2 separate regions of the Xenopus laevis genome follow, and region 2 is linked to region 1. The links are chromatin contacts, called in public Hi-C maps. All regions are on one chromosome and are shown on one strand. The core of a region is the stretch at or near the end of the contact, and the rest is flanking DNA. Distances in the headings are between cores, read along the strand shown.

Region 1 (3,570 bases), core at 438-2,937:
TGTCATGTATGCAATTGATGTGTGTTAAAAAAAATAAAATTTACCTTTAAAAAAATATTGTCCAAAAGTAATAAAAAGAATGAAGAAAACTGACATGGTCAGATTGGCCTTCCAGAGCAACAGAGAATGTCCAAGTGTGCCGCAGTCTATAAAATCTGCATCATCCTATTTTTTCCATAGCTGTATAAAACACCAATATTAATAATACTTGTTTGTGTATGTATGTGTTTTTTTGTTTATTTAGTGCTACTTGGTCAGTAGTAGCTCTAGGGTTTCCCTGCGTCAATGGGTGCGGAAGTTCTCGATTCAGAATGGAAGTCAGTAGTGACACCAAGTGCAGCTCTACTGAAGTGCAAAGAGCACATGTTGACGCAAATACCTTTAAAGAATAGGGTTTAACTTACTGCTGGAAAAAAGTGCAGTGGTTGAAACTGCACTTGTTGTCGTAATTGACCCCTAAAGTCCTGTTTACTTGTTTGGGTAAACTTTTGTAAATTATCTACTTTTGGCTGGCCCTCGGCAGAGCCCAAACCAAGGGTGAGATTTGGGATAAATGCTGCTTGCTACCCTGACAACTCCTAGCACAGTAGCAGAGAAATTCAGTAGTAGTAGGGGCATGGTACAAAATGTAAAATATGGTAGCAACCGTCATGTTTTTTAAAACTTTGCACCTTATTCTGCATTTATGCCCAATAGGTGCAGGGTTTTGTCCTTGAAAATGGACAGCAAAGACCTGCGCTTCTTTCATGAATGCAGCACTGTACAGGGCTGCTTTGTGCTTGATTGTGCAGATCATTGCAGCCATAACAAATAAGAGCATGGGCCCTAAGGGGGACATTTTTTGCACCTCTTAGTCGTCATATGCTTTTGCCTGGGGCAATGGTAAATGAGGCCCTAATGTTTAATACATCTGTAAGCATAACATCTGAGCACATTTAGGGGGTTATTTATTACAGTCTTAATTTATCTCATTATTTCTATTAAAAAAAAAGTCCAACCAACTCTGAATTGCCGATTGGACCTTGTTTATCATAGAGAAAGCTCGCTACAATTGGTTCGGGCAAAAAATCTGAAAAATCTGATTTCCCTCCAAAATTAGAAAAAAACTCCCAGATTTTTGGCCGAAGCTCAGTTCGGACCATGATAATGAAAGGGGACCTTTGCCATTGACTTCTACAGGACCCCGACAGCTTGGAGATAGTGGATTTTCGGATTCAGACTTTTTTCAGCCTCGGGGTATAATAAATTCTGAAAAAAGTTTTTTGTGATTTTTGTATTCGAAGTTTGATAAGTAACCCCCTTAGTGTTCCAAAAGGGGTGTTTCAGCTAAATTCTAAAATCCTTTGATTTATAAATCTTTTCAGTGATAAAAATACACATCTCGTTACATATGTCCAAAATTAAACATTACAAAAATGTAATCACAGGAGCTGATGCTGTTTGCAGGTTTATGTGCAGGCAATATGCTCTTCGCTCTTACGCTCTTCGCTTTATTTATCTACATTATTCATGTTCATGTAGATGAAAACAAGTCAGTTTTGAGACATGACCTTTTCTGCTTTTTGAAATTATTTTTTCTAAGGCTTTTTGTAATTATATTCTGAAATGTGCTTCATGCTATAACACAAGCAGCAAATTAATATTCAGTCATGCACATCAAATGATCTGATGTTTGCCTAGAAACAAGCTTTGTGTGTTTAGTTGGCTATAGCATGTTCAGCATAAATGCACATACACACTGTGCCACACACTGGGGCTTTGCAGAACAGCAGCTATTTATTTTCTAATGAAATCTCCACATTCCAATGGGCTGAAGTCACTAAGCAGTTGTGGGGAATGTTTTATATTATTGAAGTGCCCTTGTCAAATGCACAGCTTGCTCAAACCAGTACTGCGCTTTCAGGAAATGGTAGATATCTTTTAAGATTAAGTTCAAAACTGCAGTGTCTTGTGATTTCTAATAACAAGTTAGGCACGTTAGTTTGTTCAGAAAATGTAATTAATGCATTATATAGCCTTCCTTAAATATATCAGTGAATCTGATTCAGTGTAAAGCAACAAATAAAGAACAAAGGACCCTATTTATACACTGCAGAAGGATGAATGTATCTTATTTCAGTAATAGGTAGTAATGTCGTAGTAATATTAAAATAGCTGTTGATAGCAGAAAGAAAATAGTATAATGCCACTGTACCTGTATAGAATTTCAATGACTAATTATATTGTAATGGTTTTTTTCTCTCTTTTTGCCAACATACAACAGATGTTGCCAGTTCTGAAGTGGAAAGAACGATGAAAATGTTTTGGGAGTAAAACATTTTTGTCAAGTTTTGTAACCAGGCTCATCTCTTTTGGTTTTCATGATTTGGAAACAGTGCCCAAAATGTGCTTTGTTGCACCCCCAGTACACCTTCAGCAAGCTATTTAACAAATGATATTGTTTACTTAGTAACCTAGAAGTCATGATTGAAAAAAGACACACATCCATCAAGTTGAAGCCCTTTGTCTAAATGAAACCTGCCTAACTGTTAGTTAATCCAAATGAGATCACTTCATCTGAAACCTTCTTGATTTCCTTCCTGACTTCAAGAGGGCAACTGGACCAGTTACTGTTCAGTCACTGAGAGCTAATCTTAGTAACAATGTATTTTCTCCATTGATAAGACCCTTTCTGAAACTAATGTAGCTAATGCTAATGATTCTGCCAGTACAGCTGCATGAGGGACAGAATTTTGCAACTTCACAACTGTCTCTCTAAATATATCTTTTATTGTATATTAAGATCTCTATTCTTTTACCTGAATGGATGCCATTGTGTCTGCTGGAATGGCCTACTGGTAATAAAGAATTGCAGAGTTTATCCTATGATTCCCTTATATATTTATACATAGTTATCATATATCCCCTTAAGTGCCTCTTCTCCAGTGTAAACAATCTCAACTTGGCCAATCTTTCTTCATAACCGAGACCTTCCATGTCCTTTATCAACATAGTCATCTGTCTTTGCTGACTTTTCTCAATTTAATTATCCCCAATCAATTTGGGGCACTGAAAATCAAAACCTAAATTGAAAAAATTAGGACTTACCAGTGCTTGTAAAAGGGAAGAATCGTAAAGATAGATGGATCTGTTATATTAATTTATTGTTGTGGGGTTATGTAATAAAAGGTGCTACGTTTGCTACTGGTCTAATAACCTATATCAACCAAACTCCACAAAATTACAGCACTAAGTCTTCAGTGCCTAAAGCCGAAGCTAGTTCGTCTATAAAATAATAAATGCTAGATATGAAGAAGATGTAATTCATGTTTTGCACACGCCGATTGTTGTGGCAGCGCACTCCGGTATCTTTTTTACAGCATTGCTTCTTCCCAAGCCATAGGTAAAAATAACAGTCTTTATTAACACATCCGATTTACAGATAAAATAGTATCTGAGGTCTGACGTGTTTCGTGTTTGCACTCTTCCTCAGAGACCTCAGCCCTCATTAACATAAACCCAGGGATTAACCCACCCATATAATTAATATATTAACACTCACAAAGAAGAGAAGGAATTTAACAGCTGTAA
Region 2 (3,443 bases), core at 656-3,155, 120 kb before region 1:
GTTTTTTTTTTAAAACACATCAGATAATAGTGCTGCTCCCACAACTTCTGCACTGAAATCCATTTTCAAAAGAGCAAACAGATTTTTTAATATTTAGATTTGAAACACAGTGGCTAAACATGTTGTTAGTTTTCCAGGTGCCCTCAGTGATTTGACTTGTGTGCTCTGATAAATTTCAGTCACTCTTTACTGCTGCACTGCAAGTTGGAGTGATATCACCCCCCCTCCCCCGAGCAGCCCATCGATAAAAGAATGAGAAGGTAACCATATAACAGTTTCTTGACACAAGATAACAACAATATAAGAACAGCACTCAGTAGTAAAAATCCAAGTCAAAATAACAAGTTAACAACAGCATAACTGTTAACTGAAAGCAGTTCAGTGATGAAGTGCTAGCTCTTTCTGGGATCAAAAACAATTACTTTAGATGGCTGCCTACATACCAATATTACAACTAAAAAAATATATACTTGTTGGTTCAGAAATAAAATTTTATATGGTAGAGTGAATTATTTAAAGCGTAAACAGTGTAATTTAGAAATAAAAACTACACCATAAAAATCATGACAGAATTGAAAGTTGAGTGTAGGACTGGCCAGACCAGGGAGGATTTTGACATAGTTGGCCAGCTTAAATATATTGCAATATATGGACAAACAATCCATGTTTTGTTTAAAGGGGAGGGCATGTTTTAGTAGCTTAAGGCACAAAATGTCTCAACATCCTTAATATATTGATAAAGGGTTGTGTCAAGAGGACCTCTATATTTTCCTGTTGATCTATGGCTAACATGGTACAACAATATACTACTATAAATAACAAATAACAGACAAGCCCTATAGGATACAAGGCTTCTGGTTTTCACAGGATGATATACAGGACAATAAAATGAAAACCTCATATAAAATAGGACATTTGTTACCAAGAAATAGTTTATTCATAAGCGCTGGATAAGAATATAAAACGTTAAAATAAAAAAAAATACAAATGTATGACATTACTGCCATAAAACACAGTACAACTGATGACAAACATACTGCAAGCAGATTAATAATTTAAAAAAACAAACAGTGCTTCCACTTTTATTTTTTTTAAATATTAGTCAAAGCCCATTTTAGAAAATGTTGTTTTTATGACTTTCTATGTTGAGTAAAACAAGCGTGCGTCCATGCCTAAGATATTTCATTCACAGCTCGTTCACAGCAATAGCTTAGTAAAACCAGACATTTCTTATGGTAATTTGGCCATTAGAGGGCACAGTTTGAACAAAGACTTGTGATACAGTTTCACACAGCTGCAATCTTTGAAAAAGCGTTGTTTTTTCCCCCCAATACTTCAGTTAGAACGTTTTTACCTTTCCATTGCAACAAATGTTCCTATCTAAATATTACAAATAATGAAATAATAATAATAAATGGTAATTAGAATAATAAAAGGAAGTACTAAAACCAGAAAACCATACAATATTAGAGTGACAGCTATACGAGAACCTATTACAACATGCTCTTATACAAAAGCAACCCCTTATTGGCCAGTCACAATGCTCACAGCTTTCAGAAAGAGAAAACCTGTTGTTACAATGGTGTTAATGGGCGTTTTTTTCTGAATGTACATATTATCTGAAATAAAGATTTTCTTTGACGTTCCCCTGTTAGCCTTCTCATTGTTGCAGTGCCACGCCTGCTGTTTGTTTCCTGGATTAAGTGAGGACTCATCTCTGGAGCTGTTTGGAATTCAGACTATTCTTTCAAAATGTTTCCTCCTATTCATGGCTTTGTACGTGCCTTCTATCCATACTTTTGTTATTGATTTGTACATATCCCAACAGTTTACTCTGGAACTGTGTAAACTTACAGTATTTAGTTAACATTAACTGAAAGGCCTGAAAGTAAAGCCAGAACTACAGGTGAAGTTTCCTCAAAAGACCCAGTCTGGCAGTCTGGCATACGAAAAATAAGCATGAAACAGATTCTCCTTTGTCACAACATGGACAAGCAGCTGGGGAGTCTGTAAAACAAGCTAAGTACTTTCCTGTGCTCAATGCACCATGGATCACTCTCCAACTCAAGTCTCCAGTGGGTCTGAGCACCAGGTCTGGACTGGGAGTCAAAATAGGCCCTGGCATTCCAAGTACAAACAGGTCCCAGCAGCCCACTAAGTAGTGACTTTCTATCGCACCTGATAGCAGCCCCTCTGGCATTTGCCAGAACCCACAGATTGCTGGGCCTGCTGAGCACCAAGCTGGAATAAAGTGCTCGCCACTAAGGTCTCTCGCCCCCATTAAGCACCCACCTCTAGATGGTATCTTAGCAGGAGATGAGTGCAGGGAAGTGTACAGCATATGAGAGTACAGTAGCTTTCTTGTCATCATGAAAGTGTGTCAAGGTAAAATTCTCCAACTGTGAGCCAGATAGAGTGCTGCTTGTTGGGGCAAGGAGGTGCCTGAGGGGATTGATGGGTCTTGGGTACTATTATTATGGCTGGAGGTGGGGAGTTCCAGGGTGAACGTGGCTCTCCATCACATAAAACCCCATCAATGAAGGTGTGAGAGTCAGGAGAGATGATGTTCTTGATCTCCTGGAGCAGACTGTGTGGAACCCTAGAGGTGAGAAATCCCATGCACTGCATAATTTCCTGTGCTTCCATCCAATCTGATTTCTGAAAATCCAGGAGATGCCAAACTCTGGTTAACTGAGCTTGGCAAAGGCAGACTGGATGCTGATGGATTCCAACATCCTAGTCTTTAAAAACAGATTGTAAAGTAGGGGCTCAGTTAGAATGTCTTCCCTTTGAATGACTATTTTTCTTAACACAGAGACCATGCTCTAGGTCTTTACAGTCTCTTGGTAGTAAGCCGCTTCTTAGGAACCGCCCTTGTGTACTTGGTGATAAAAGCTGGACGCTAGAGTACACTACTGTGGAGAAGGATCTCTGTACTCTGTTGGAGATGGAAGGTGTGCACTTGAGAGCGTATGTGTAATAAAAATACCTTGCCCTGGTAGTCTAGTGGTGCAGCGGGGACGCCCGCCGCGCCATCGGCAAGGAAACACCCGCCATGCTGCTCCTCTTCCCTCTGTGTGCCGGTTTCTTAGTGTGCGCACGGTGCGCACTCCTGTAATTTATAGGTGCATGTGCGCTGGCGTGATTACGAAGTTTAAATGTATTTAAAGGGACAGTTTTCTGGAATCATTGCCCGTGATTGTATTTCCTGGTGCTCCTGAGCCTTGTGCTATTCTGTCTGCTATCTTCTGAACCTATTTTGACTATTCTGACTTCTGGATCCTGACCTTTGCCTGCTTACGACAACTCTTCTGTTTAACCCCTTGTTTGATCACCCGGTTTTGACCCTTTGTCTGTTTGACGATCCTTGCTATCTGCCTGCCTCGACCCAGCCTGCCTGACTACGATTCTGCCTAATCCTTTTGTACCATGACCTTCGACCC

The links. Hi-C and Micro-C count contacts between places; a contact is called where the count stands out from the background.
Region 2: a Hi-C map of the XL177 cell line shows a contact between it and region 1, with 4 times the contacts expected there. The contact joins two enhancer-like sites. A contact is called at or near these places in 2 of 4 Hi-C or Micro-C datasets (the XL177 cell line and the XTC cell line).

The regions. Positions count from the first base shown.
Region 1 is chr2L:63,087,003-63,090,572 of Xenopus_laevis_v10.1, reverse strand. The region is part of intron 3 of cuedc1.L (CUE domain containing 1 L homeolog); the gene reads left to right. Among protein-coding and RNA genes, the nearest start is that of cuedc1.L, 60 kb to the left of the region's middle. Within about 2 kb of position 1,687, at least 1 of the 7 cell types and tissues checked has an H3K27ac peak or open chromatin away from gene starts, as enhancers often do.
Region 2 is chr2L:63,209,948-63,213,390 of Xenopus_laevis_v10.1, reverse strand. No RefSeq gene overlaps it. Among protein-coding and RNA genes, the nearest start is that of vezf1.L, 15 kb to the right of the region's middle. Within about 2 kb of position 1,905, at least 1 of the 7 cell types and tissues checked has an H3K27ac peak or open chromatin away from gene starts, as enhancers often do.